Regions from separate parts of the Lactuca sativa genome. Here region 1 is linked to region 2. The links are chromatin contacts, called in public Hi-C maps. All regions are on one chromosome and are shown on one strand. The core of a region is the stretch at or near the end of the contact, and the rest is flanking DNA. Distances in the headings are between cores, read along the strand shown. Region 1 holds the start of LOC111915340 (aspartic proteinase). Region 2 holds the start of LOC111915341 (probable L-cysteine desulfhydrase, chloroplastic).

Evidence for each region. Hi-C and Micro-C count contacts between places; a contact is called where the count stands out from the background.
Region 1: a contact with region 2 is called in a Hi-C map of bud, with 5 times the contacts expected there. The contact joins the promoter of LOC111915340 here to the promoter of LOC111915341 in region 2. A contact is called at or near these places in 4 of 4 Hi-C or Micro-C datasets (bud, leaf and seed).

What each region holds. Positions count from the first base shown.
Region 1 is chr9:142,415,713-142,423,251 of Lsat_Salinas_v11, reverse strand. LOC111915340 (aspartic proteinase) reads right to left here and starts at 2,691. Exons shown (of 14, transcript XM_023911000.3): 1 at 2,633-2,691; 2 at 1,465-1,821; 3 at 1,310-1,370; 4 at 1,025-1,119; 5 at 821-933; 6 at 558-726; 7 at 433-472; 8 at 296-360; 9 at 114-227. The coding sequence starts at 1,806.
Region 2 is chr9:142,284,455-142,291,118 of Lsat_Salinas_v11, reverse strand. LOC111915341 (probable L-cysteine desulfhydrase, chloroplastic) reads left to right here and starts at 5,349. Exons shown (of 3, transcript XR_006186670.2): 1 at 5,349-6,664.

The DNA.
Region 1 (7,539 bases), core at 1,442-3,941, 130 kb before region 2:
CAAAGAGTGATGGAAAGAAGGTTTTTTTTCCCATTAAGTATTACACATTTTTCATTTTCTGAAATAATTTTAAACATCATTTATCCAGTTAATCAGGAAAAAGAAACACGAACCCCAGAAACAAGGAGATCCCAGATCATATCTCCATATTCAGTCACAAGTGTTTTGCATTCACTGCTGAGTACTCCTTCACCCCCAATTGCATAGTTAATCTCCGTTACAACAGCCTGAAATTTAAAAACTAATTAGATTCAAAAAATAAAAATGAAAAACTTGAAATCCCTGAGATACATACAGTTGGACCAGCAAGCAAGGATGTTCCAGAATCCACAATAGCAGCACAACCACCCTCACAGAATCCTGCAGCAAAAAAAAATTAAGAAACAAAACAACGATAAAATAAGTAGCGTTAACCATATTGATTCAAAGTACCTGTAGATTGGTTTCCAATAAGGAAATCTCCCATATTGAACTGCAAGACATATGTAAAACACAATGATGAGGATGAGGAGGGCAATTAAGTCTTTTTCACAGTTTGGTGATTTATAAATACACACCTGCCAGTAACCCTTTCTAGTCACAGGTACGTATGAGTGTTCCCCTATGAAGTGTTTGGGATCAACACCACCAAAGACAAGTTCACCTCCTTCTTCATCAGCTTCATTTCTGTTTAGCCAAAAAGAGAATACCTGTTCTTTTACTAGGCCTTGTTCAACCATATTGTACCTGTAAATTTTAATTAGAAGAAGATTGATTAAAGATTTAAAGTCACAACAGAAAGTGAGAAAAAGAGTTGCTCCAAATTCAGATGAGTTATTACCAGACTGGCTGCAAGTCTCCAACTGAAATTTCCTTGAACCCAAGTCCAAAAATCCCATCAAATTTTCCAATTACAAATGCAAGACTCCCTTCTTTAGTAACTTCAATGAAATCCTGAAACAAAATGCATCTTAATGTTATACATGATCAATGAGAAAGAATCGAGTTACATGACTTATGAAGTCATGGATCGAAAAAGACTTACTTGATCTTCGACACAAATATCACCAACTTGAACAGTGTCTTTACTGGAAAATCCAGAAATTGATCCGGATCCATAGTTTATTTGCAAATTGTCCCCTGATTATTACCAAGCAAAAAAAAAAGATACAAGCATTAAGCATATGCAAAACTTAAAACTTGGTCACCATTTAGTGATATTGTAACTACTGGAAACAAAACCATGATGTTTCAGACATATATGTTAACTTAGAGTAAAGAAATTGTAAGAAAAACATCTTGAAAAACTGAGAATGGTGCATGTCTTTACCAATTTTTGTGTAAGTGCTTGACTTTGTTCCCTTAAACCGGTTGTGGAAGTAGCAAGCAATCTATATAATAGCAGTTGAAGGTATAAACTATAAAGTAAAGAAATTGTAATAAAGATCCATAAATTACCAAATGAGATGAGATGAAAAAACTTACAGAAAATATGCACTTGGATGATGGAACCCAGAGATTGGAACTGCCAGTATCAAATATGACAGTGAATGTCTGAGGTGGAGAACCAATACTGATCTCGCCATAGTATTGGGCATCCAAGTAGTTGACTAGAGGGACAACATCCTCATTACCATCACTTAAACCATGTGGCGTGTTCTTAAGACCATTAACATATTTGCTTTCTTTTCTAGCAGCCTTGATGCTATTAACATCCAAAGGTCGTTTCTTCATGTTGATTCTCAGTAACCCATCGGAAGCAGCATCAAGCATAGAGGGTATCAAAGCACATAAACATAAAGCCAAACAAAGATATCGATTCCCCATAGTCAAAACAGTGTCCTGACAAAAGCGTGGGAAACAAAGGCGTATGAATTAGTAATTTAGTATAGTAGAATTAAATTAAAATCAGGAGAACCTGCAATTATTCCAGGGGTTTATTCGATTATTTCAAGCAGCAAACTTTAGCGTCACAACAGATAAATATTGGCAGCAGAAAGTTAAAATCTAATGGTAAAAGTTAGTATAGATTTTGTGACAAACTTGACGTCAATAATCTTCACCTTGTTGTATTACGTTCCATACATTAAATAGCGTCAAAAATATCATCATATTCAGTCGGTTTAATTCAGGAGTACGTCGAACTAAAAACACAAAAGGCGTGAAATGAACCTAAAGAACCTCGTGACACAAAAGTCAACTTACATGATCTAAAGGAAAAAGTTGATTTTAGCATTGAATTAGTTTAAAAAATGTGCCAGAAAATTTTTTCAATGGAAATCAAAGTATTCAATTAAAACTGCAAATTTTGAAAAGGAATCAAAGGATTCACTTAAAAAGAAAGAGAGATCGAGCCAGAATTTTTATCCACATGATAAAGTCAAACATATAGGTAGCGTATGAAGTTAGTAACCAAAAATAATCCAACTAAATTACCTGAAAACAAATTTGAAGGACAAGTAAACTGATGAACAGATCAACTATTACGAAACAAAGTGAATCTAAGCACTAAAACCACAAAGCCATGAGAAACTCATAATCTAATACTGGTAACTATGAGTCGATACAAAGTATAAGCAGCAACAAAAAGGCACAGATTTCTTTGAAGATAGTTGAAGGAAAAGTGAAAAAAATAGTCGATGAGAGTACCTACCACAAAAATATCAGAGAGAAGAGCAGTGAAGGGGTAGCTGGTGAGAGGTGGTACGATACCTGCTTTTTTCCGTGGAGGCAACAAGTTCAATAAATAGGATTCATGATGAAGAGTTTGGATGAGATATTGTGCTCCGAAAAAAAATAATAATAATATAATAGTAACTATACAAAAGGACAAGCGGCACCTTCTAGGCAGTTTCCGACTTTCCGTAACGAAATCAGCCAACAATATCTCTCATTCAAACCTAACTCTTAAATTGGGATTTACTTCCTCACTCTTTGTAGTTTTTTTATACTAGACTGCAAATTAGAAGGAGTTCAAAAAGTTTCTAATTTACTCAAATTTCTCATGAATTTGGTCGATTTAAAATTATTTTTTATTCTTTTCATTTTATTATTATTTTTTAATTAAAAACTAAACAAAATCCACTTTACGGTACCAATCCAACACTCTTACCCTCACTTCTTAACTCTTCTCAATCTCTCACTCTTCTTTCTCTCGTCTTTTGCTGACAACTTAACGTTGGAGCCCCTGCCTTCTTTACGGAGAGGAACTGTCGGAGCCGGAGATGAAATCCAACACGTCTCGTCGGAGACGAAGATGAAATCCAACACAGTTTGTCGGAGTCATCGCCGCTACCTCGAGATGTATTTTTATATTTTTATGTCAGCCCCAAATCTATAATAATTTATCAGAGTATTAGTGTGAGGAGTTAAATGTAGTAAATTTTGGAAATAAGGGTTAAAGTGTAACTTTCTGACTAGTTATGAATAGAATTGTGGAAGCTGGGGGCTGTTTGGTAACTATTGGACTTAATTTGAAAATGTTTTGGTGGTAGGGGCTAAAAGTGAATAAAATAGACTTAAGTTTGAAAGTTGGAGGTGGGACTAAAATCCATCACCCCCGTCCTCCCTTGGCCTCTCATTTAAACAAACCCAAACCCTAACCCTAATATATTCTCCAGCCGCCACCCTTATCCCTCCAATCTCCAACCGCCGCCATCTCGTTTGTCATCGTTGTGAAGCACCGAGCAACCACTGTCAGTGTTGCTGCCGAAGAAGACAAGGATCGACGAGACCGACGTCGTAGCAGTGGGGAGGTCGGAAGAATGGAGATCGTGGACGTTGTTTCCTCTCTCCGGTAAAGGCGCAACCCCCCTTCCACCTTCTTCGCTTCTTTTGTTGCTTCATCGCATCCCCCCGTCGCCGTCACTCCGAGCCGCTGTCCTGTTTTGCCATCGCTTCTTTGACTGTCGCATGCCATCACAAGGGTGGTTGTGTTTGCGTGTGTTTTGGCATATGTGTGTGCATGTTTCAGTGTATGGTGTCGTGTGGATGTTGCTTGGCCGGATAGACCGAAGATAACCCACCATCACCACCGTGAGGTGGTGGCTGCCACCATCTTGGTGGATGTATTGGGCATTTTGTGTTCTTTTTTGGTACTAGTGTGTGCATATATGATGTAGGGTTTTTAGGTGTGTATGGGTTGTTGGATTTATCACTCGAGAACCACCACCACTGCTGTGAGTGGGTGGTTGCAGCCATGGACCGCCATTGTCCACCACTGCCTTTGTCCACCACTGCCTGAGGTGGCAATGGGTGGTGCCCGGCTTACTAAACATTAAATAACCTAAGCATTTAACCGGAGACCGAGTGGCACATGTTTGGGTTGGAAACCCTAATTAGGGTTTAGAAAACCCTAATGTCAAGAAAAACCTAGTTTTAGAGTTTTGTCGGGACCCGTGTTAAACTGTTAATTGGACTTTAAGTGTACTCAATAATGCCCTACGATTAACTTAATACAATATTGGACTTATTGAATTAAGTCTTTAAGGGGTTAAGTGTGGAACACTAACCCTGGTTATCATTTTATGTGGAAACCCTATAATCGGGAAGCCCTATTTTAGACAATGATCGGGGCACGTATTTGGGCTATTGCTTAGATTATTATTATACCCGAGAATGGCGAGGTCAAACCTTAATCAATCCTACCCTTAGGTGGTTAAGTCCTTAATGGGTTAAGTGTCCTTACTTAACTTTAATCCTCATTTTATATAGAACCCTAATCATCATTTCCTGTAAGGTAGTCATTGTTGCACGTGACTATGACCTATGATTAGGTATTGACTCTAGTATCTTCCTGTAGGTGATTAGAAGTGAGTTGAAGTTGGTAGAGTTCTTCGTTACTATGGTGATTACCTATATATATATATATATATATATATATATATATATATATATACAGTTATACACACACACGTCTAGCAGATCGCTACAACATACCAACATCCTATACACAAGTATACATAACCAAATCTCCAAGGAATACATAGCCACATGTATCCTGAGGTGAGGTAGACACCCGAAGATATGATCCTACTCTAGAGCTGAAACCAAACAGGAACATGTAAGAAAGCATAGATCAGGAGTCCTGATTCTATCCTACGTGTCTACATACAGCCCCTAGAGCATTCTACTAAACAATAACCAAAACTAGTGGGCTAGCAAGAAAGCCTAGATCAGGACTCATCAGTCTATGATACGTGTCTACATACAACCCCTAGAGCTTTCTACTAAACAATAACCGAAACTAGTGGGCCGACATTGGTGCCTTTGACCCACGGGTACAGTTAGGAAACTCACCTGAATCGACGAACCCAGATACACTACGACGTGCTCCCTTTCTAGCACCAGAACGTGGCATAGACTTAATCAACATCCCAAATCCTTCAAGTTTGACTCCAAGTCAAACTATTCAAAAAGTCAACTGTCAACAAAAGTCAACGGTCAACAGTTCAACTGATCCTCACGATGTGATAATCCATTGGTCACGTCGTGACAAGCTAAAGGGCAGAATAATCAAGACTTTTCAATCCTCACAATGTGACAGGCATCTCCTTATGTCGTAAGAACTGTCTGAGAACCAGTCTTGATGGATTAAGCCCTTAATCCATTAAGTAATGAATCCAACTCCTCCAAAAATCTTCCTTAAACCCCAAAGGCCATAAAAGTCGATGACTTAAGGTCCTGTGTTCCCAATGCAAGACTTGAGCTCAAATTAGGTCACTTATGAAAAAAAAAAAAAAAGGTGGTCAAAACCTCACACATGAGCTCAACTCCACCAAACTTCAGATCCACTACATCTGCACCCATAAAGTTCCCAACTTTATGGAATCCTAACCTCCTTGCTAACCCAAACATTGATAATAATTCATAAAAGTCTAGATTTATCAACATAGGGCAATAAAACTTGAGCCTTTGACAATTACAAAGGTCCAGAAAGAAAATGAGATGATGATGATGATGTTTCCTTGCAAACTCCACCAATATAGCACATTTTTCTCCTTCTTCCCTTCTTCTTCAAACCACCAAATGCTCCAAAAGGCCATGAATCACAATGAGAGGCTAGGTTTAGGGTATTTCTGTGTTTAAGGATGAAGGAGGCTGATAATGAACCATAAAATGAAGTTGATGGGATTGAAATACAAATGAAATCCTAAAATATCATTGGTTCGGGTTGTAGCCCATCACACATTGTGACTACCTGGGTCTCACGCCGTGAGCTAAAACTCCGACACGCATTTCATAAATTGGTTGGCCACGTCATGACACATGTTTTTACCAAAAAACCATGCCTTTGAGTCCTTGATGCCCAAAAAACCACAACTTAAGATTTTATCCTTAAAATCGTTTCTCTCTTCCACTATTGGAGTGACCCCTTTTAGGTCTTTCAAAGCCGACTATTTTCATGTGGGCAGAAGTCACTTGAATGCCAATACTTACAACCATCAACATCCAACGTTCCAAAACTAGGCTCATGGTCCAATTCGAGTAGAGACTCCAGCGGTCTGAATCTCGAATACTATGACATCTATTGATCAGTCGACCACCTCCCAACACCTCTACAGACTTTAACGAGAAACAAACGACCTGAAAAATAACACCACTCCACACAACATCCTTAATCTGTAAGAGAGAATCCACTTCTTAGTCCATGATATACTTACCCCAAAATCATATTGAACCTTCAGGTAGGCAGAGCCACCCTGATTGTCACCAAAGCTGACCAATACTTGCAGGTCTGGCCCGACCAAGACCCCCTGACTTGCGCCTCCTAACAAGTATTTAAAGAAGGAAAAATACAACCTATGCTAGCATTACACCACCGAGCATCCTAGCAACACCGAGCAGATAAGACTAACCTACCTTCATATCAACTATGTTGACCGAAATCCGTAGATATGATCGGTATGAGACCTTCATGGCCAACCTCTTCCCTACAAAAGATGGATCACGGAACTTACGGCCGACTGTCGTCATCGCTAACCCTGCATACAATGCACCAAAGAAAGATAGCCAAACGATCATATACTAAACTAGACCATACTTCTATTCGGCTTTAACAACCCTGTTATATTATTCATTGACGAACTCAAGCTTACCCCGATATACTAACCACTAACAGCACTTGGGTTTACCCCCGATATACTAACCAATATCAGCACTCGGGCTTATCCCCGATCCAATAAACAATAACAACACTTGGTCTTACCCCCGATCCACAATCCAGTGAAGGCACTCGAGCTTACCCCCGATCCACCAACCAATAAAAATACTCACAACATAACATATTGCACACTAAACCAGCAAGACATAACTAACCCTACCAGGCCTATGGGTCGTGTCTCAAACTTCCAAGCCCCAATCAAAGAAGAACAACCAAAGAAGTCCTCCACATAACCCTCAACCCGAGATCCTAATACCTTAGAGTCTAAAATGCGAGGACGTCCTATATATTACTAATTCAATGCAATCTAAGACAGTTCGAAAGGAAATTCAACAACTAGTTATAATCCTGATGCAATAATAAGAAGATTGAACAATTTCGAATTATTTTGAATGCTG
Region 2 (6,664 bases), core at 4,100-6,599:
TTAATCGAAATCAAGCAACACAACACTAAAAATCGAATCTCTACACAGATTCTCGCCTGAACTCCAATACGCCAGCTTCAATCGAATCTACAACAAACAAAAACTTAATAGAATAAGTCAACATGAAATTAGAAAAATAAGAAGGAATAGAAGAATCCTCAATATGAACATGGAAACTGAAATAAATACGGACGTAGTTTTACATTTCGCTCTAGAAGAAGAGTAAGGATTACCAGTAATATTTGATGGAAATAAAGGGTTCAAATGAGATTGGGTTCGGCTGCCGAGATTTAGGGTGAAAGGATTCAATTTTTAGTGCTGATTTTAGGGAAGGTCGTGGATATCAAAATTAAGTTTCTAATATAATTCCTAATTTATAGGCTTCGTAGTTCGAAAGTCTTTATTTAAAAAAAAAAGTTTGACTATGATTAAGCTTAGAACGTGGAGTATCAACTATGAGCGGGAATTTGAGGAGAGAGCTTAGGAGAAGATGTCATGTGGCAAAATAGAGGTGTCAAAAATGTCATGTGGCACCTTAGAGAGGTTTTTATTAGGAATAGATTAAATATGACACATGTCATCCTTTAACATGAGTAAGAGGATATGTAAGAACAAGACGTAGGAATATATTTAATTTTTCATGTTATTTTATAAATTTGACATTTTAATCTTAACCATTAATACTTGGACGACTATTGGTGCCAAGAATTAAATCACACGAATGAGTGCCCATAATAAAAAACAAGAAAAGGTATCATTTTCATTTTACTATATTGATCGTTTCAGTAGTTTACTCTTAAAGAAAAATCATTTTTAATCTAAATATAAAAATTAACAAACTACTAACATCATCGATTAAAGTTATGCTATAGTCTTGTATAATTAACAATCACTTGCAATATAATGTATTTTATTTATTTAACTTATTCAAAAAAAAAATTATACATATCTGAATACAAAAAAGCTATAGTTACCATCTAATTCATCAATCACTTGAATAGTTGAATATAATGTTTCTACTTTTTAGCCTCGTCGCCTCCACTCTCCCTCAAATACCAGTCTCAAGAATACCGCAGTATCACCACACCCTTTCTTACTAACTCAAGGATACCGCAGCTCCCTGAAGCCTTACAATACTTTCTCTTACCATCCCACGGTCTCATTTTCCAGTCGACGCCACACTCTGCATCCACTAACCCATGTTTCGTGGCTAATCATAGACAGATGATCACACACCCATCCAGAAATAAACATCACTACTACTGACGGCTACCGTCATGACAAAACTCCTTCTCTTACTTCAATTCACATTCTTAAATAATCTCGTATCTAATCTTCATTTCCCCACAACACACAACTTCGGAATATTCCAACTCTTACGAATGAATCATCAACGACTCAGAACACGTTGATGAACATCCGAAACTTCCTCCTCTATTGCTCCAAACCCATGCACTCCAAACCCATGCAAGTATACACATACCGGCCATGGAGTTGGTTGCCCAATCCACTTCTACCCTTTCCAAAATGCACATAACAACCCGTATGCTAAGCCCGAAGTTCTTTACCGCCGAAGCTATCCTTTGAACCAATCGCCTCAAACTTTACCATTACAACCTTGAAGAATTTCTAATCACGACATGGTATCTGTCCAATGCCCATCTGTCGTAGGGACACTCGTCCTTTCCTGAACACGTACATCCTGCATTACCTTTCTCTGCACTTCGCCTAGACCACCAATAACCCTGGTCTCATGCATTCGAACCGTAGGTCTCGATAACCGTTCTCTAACCGCACTTGAACAAATCGTCGATCCCCTTACTGGAAAACCAATTCTCCCCCACTCAGGGTTTGAACAATTACCAGTTGGCACATCCACAATCTACTCAGTAGATTGTCTCACCAGTTATGTCACACTTGACTCTTGAACGTATTACACAATCATCCCAGGGCCTTCCCAAAGGAAACCAACCAATCTCCATATATCTCATCCCTGACAAAATCTCGGAATCCTCCCCATGCGACTACCTCTAGGCATCTTGAGGCCTCACACTGACACACCTTCGGAAACCCCACTATTCTGAATCCAATCTGTCTCTAATCCGGAAATAGTGTCCTTTCACGCACTTCGACTCTAACTCCTCGACCCGCCTCCCAAATCGGGAATAATGATAAAAGCACAGACCTCATTCTCGTTGTCGATTCACAACATAGACCACGAGGGCCACCGCCGCAATATACCCCTTGTCCACCGAAAATTGCTAATAAAAGTACTTTTCCCCCAACAAGGCACCTCCTTGTTCTCATCCATCTTAGTCCCACTAATGACTCTTTCCTGGTATAAGGATACCTTGCAGCAAACATACTGCCCAAATACTCTGGTGAAAAGGTCACCACACTTGCTACCCCACAGGGTTTACCTCCAACTCGGAAACTCATATCCCTTTTGCTCCTCACAGAAAATATCACACTGCGGTCACAGGAAGTGGCATCCCCACTATCGGCCGACTGCGTAGCTCAACCCATAATCCTCCACGAAGCACCACCTCTACTTATTCTCGAGTCTTGCGACTCCAGTTGTCATCTCATCTAACTTTCTCGGAAACCAACTCGATTTCCCCCTCAAGGTGTTCTCCCTTGAAACTCGTTCAACATGGCCCTCTAGCCCCATACTCTATCACATCTAATCTCAATCTAATTAATCACAACAGGATAACTGATAACACCAGAAGCACTAACCGCCACGAATCATGGTACTCGAACCACGTTATCACCCCTCATCTGTTACGGATCATGGTACTCGAACCATGTGATCACCTCTCATCTGCTACGGATCATGTTACTCGAACGATGTAATCACAACATAATAGGGTAGGTACTAGAGTTGAGAGTAACTTTTATGCTCTCCAGTTTGTAAACACTCTCTTAAACATTGTAATATCTCCAGGCTAATACGAGCCAATAAGATCATATTTACATGATGTGTTCTTAATGCTTTCTATGATTGATTTCATGTTCGTTTATCGATTCTAACTCACTTCATATCGAGAGGTGATGAAATCACCTTCCTTGGAACTTATATTAAATCGAAATAAATTACAAGTGCTAGCTAATCTTCGAAATGATGTAAATATGCTCAAGTGTCAAGAGAATTGGAAAGGAAATGGCAGGCAACATGTGTGTGAGTGTTGATCAGCTAGGCTTTATATACATAATAATAACAACTAAAATTTCGACATTCTTGGTCTTCAACATTCACGAGGTCATTGATCACGTATGTTTTGACCTGGTCTATTTCTTTTCAATCAAACTTTAAATTCATGCATAAGATATTACAAGAAACATTATAGTAGTCCAAGATATTGATTAAATCCAAGATCTTGGGCTTACCCAGATGTAATAAGTTTAAGATATAAATGGTAAGGTGAAATTTCTATCCACAACAATTAGATTTGTATCATCGTTTACATATTCATCAACATCAACTGTTGGAGAATTATCATTAACAACCTTACCTTTATACCGAAAATCACCCCCATCTATAGGGTCATTATAAGAAGGATCATGGTTTATTGTCATAGGTAATAAATCGTTGAATATCACTTTCCATAACATTATTAACAACAAACAATTGTAGTGTGTTATGAGACATACTACTAACAAAACTAAGAAAATATTTGACATCACTATCAATAAGAATTTGCATAACTATATTTGATCTAGAACATTAAAAAGATATACATATTTGATTAGTGTGTAACCTATACTTAGAAGCAACCAACATGATTAACCCAACAAAGTTGATATCAATGCTTAGATCTACACCGAAACATGTGTAGTATGGAGAGATATATTGCATAAATGCCTCGATACGCTACCATTGCCATCTATTAGAAACTAGCATTCGAAAAAATCCGTATACATACTCATTCTTTTAGATTACAAAAAGTATCAAATAACACTACTTGTTAATGAATTAGGGAACAAAGACATAAATACACTACATATAGCTTGTTGGTGAACAAAAAACAAAAATACCTTAATCTTACCATTCCAGAATGGTCGTATATTCCAGAATACACTTTTCAGTCCAGAACGTACGAGTGTCAGATTCCGGTCTCGAGTCATACCAACCACCACTAACTTCAGAATGAACATAAATACTCTGGAATATCGTTAAAAAACATAGTCTGGAATCCATTTTGTCAGTCTCGAACATACGATTGTTGGATTCCAGACCCGATACCTACCAACCACCCAACTTCGGAATGGATGTAACTACTTTGGAATACGAAATTCCAAAGTAAATGGTTATTTTTCAAACAAAAATTATAAGATGGTTATAATTATTAAAATACTTGTTTATGAGTTAAATTACTCAGCTCCCTTAAAAATGATATAAAAATTAAAATATTAAATATCCTTTTATATTTGTTCCTAAATATTTTCATACTCATAGTGATATGTGTCTATTAAAATATTATTGTTTTTATTAAATATCCATACGTTTATCTTTGAGTAAATTACATAAATGGTCCCTATGGTTTATGATAATTTGCGCGTTTGATTCCTAACTTATTTTTTTAACTCGAAAGGTCCCTACAGTTTGTTTTTATTATATATTTGGTCCATGTCTTACCTAAAAACATTATTTTGCCCTTGATTTTTTAATTTATTTAAATAAACACACCCCAACCCCACCCATTCACGTTACTTTACATACCCTACCATTTTTCTCTATTTAAATAATAATTTTTTTAGTTAAAACAGTGACCAAACGCATTACAAAAATAAATAATAGGGACCAAGCATGTAATAGAAACAAATAATAAGGACCTTTCGAGTTAAAAAAATAAATTAGGAACAAATATACAAATTACCCTAAACCATAGGGACCATTCGTGTAATTTACTTTTTATCTTTTAAATTGATAGGAAGATAGATAAGAAATATAAAAAAATATATTTAACTTTTCATGTTATTTTATAAATTTGACATCTCAATCTTAACAGTTAAGACTTGAACGACTATTGGTACCAGAAATCAAATCACAAGAATGAGTGTCCATAATAATAATAATAATAAAAATAATAATAAAAGAAATTTTCATTATACTATATTGATCGTCGCAGTCAGTAGTTTACTCTTAAGAGAAATCATTTTTAATCTAAATTCTAAATAAAAAAACAAACTACTAAAATCATCGATTAAACTTATGCTTTAGTCTTGTACAATTAACAAAGTAATTAAAAATATAATGTATTTTATTTATTTAACTTATTTGAAAAAAAATTATACATATCTGAATACGAAAAAGCTGTAGTTACCATCTAATTAGCCACTTGAATATAATGTTTTTACTTTTTAGCCTCGCCGCTTCCACTCTCTCACAAATACCAGTCTCGACGCTACACACGTCTTTTCTCCGTTCTCAACACTACCATCGTCTCTTCTCCATGGCATCCAATAATCTCCACCGCCACCGCGATGAGAACGGCGCCGCCACCACCGCTATGGCCACCGATACCCCAAATAGCCACAATTCCTCCCCTTGCAAAAAACATAAGCGCTTTGACATTGATATCCGCTCAGAGTTCTCTCATCACGACCCTGCCGTCGCCCGAATTAACAACGGCAGTTTCGGTTCATGCCCCTCCTCCGTCATCGAAGCCCAACAACGTTACCAGCTACGTTTCCTTGAACAGCCCGACGACTTCTACTTCAACCATCTCAAACCCTCCATCCTCCGCTCCCGCGAAGCCATCAAAACCCTCATCAACGCCGATCACGTCGACGAAATCTCAATAGTCGATAACGCCACAACGGCCGCTGCAATCGTACTCCAACAAGTCAAATGGTCGTTCTTCGAATCAAAATTCAACCCTGGCGACACCGCCGTGATGCTCCACTACGCCTACGGTGCCGTCAAAAAGTCCGTCGAGGCTTACGTAACGCGAGCAGGTGGCCATGTCATCGAGGTTAAAATGCCCTTCCCCGTAGCTTCAAATGACGAAATAATTACAGCATTTAGAAACGCTTTAGAATTAGGGAAATCCAATAATCGTAAAGTTAGGTTAGCCGTAATTGATCACATCACCTCCATGCCATCCGTTGTAATTCCCGTCAAGGAATTGGTAAAGATGTGTAGAGAAGAAGGAGTTGACCGGATTTTCGTTGATGCTGCTCATGCAATTGGGTCAACTAGGGTTGATGTCAAAGAAATTGGGGCTGATTTCTACACTAGCAATCTCCATAAATGGTTATTCTGTCCACCTTCAATCGCATTCTTGCACTGTAGAAACCCCGAGCTATCTAATCTCCACCACCCTGTGGTATCTCATGAATACGGAAATGGATTAGCTATAGAAAGTTCATGGATCGGGACAAGGGACTACAGTGCACAACTAGTTGTACCCGAGGCTTTAAAGTTTGTAAGTAGGTTTGAAGGTGGGCTTGATGGAATAAGAGAATGGAATCACCAAAAGGTTATAGAAATGGCAAACATGCTTGCAAAATCATGGGGCACTCATCTTGGTTCACCTCCTGATATGTGTTCAAGTATGGCAATGGTTGGATTACCCACTTGTTTGGAGATTATGAGTGATTCTGATGGATTAAAATTAAGGTCTCATTTAAGGGAGTCTTTTAAGGTTGAAGTTCCAAT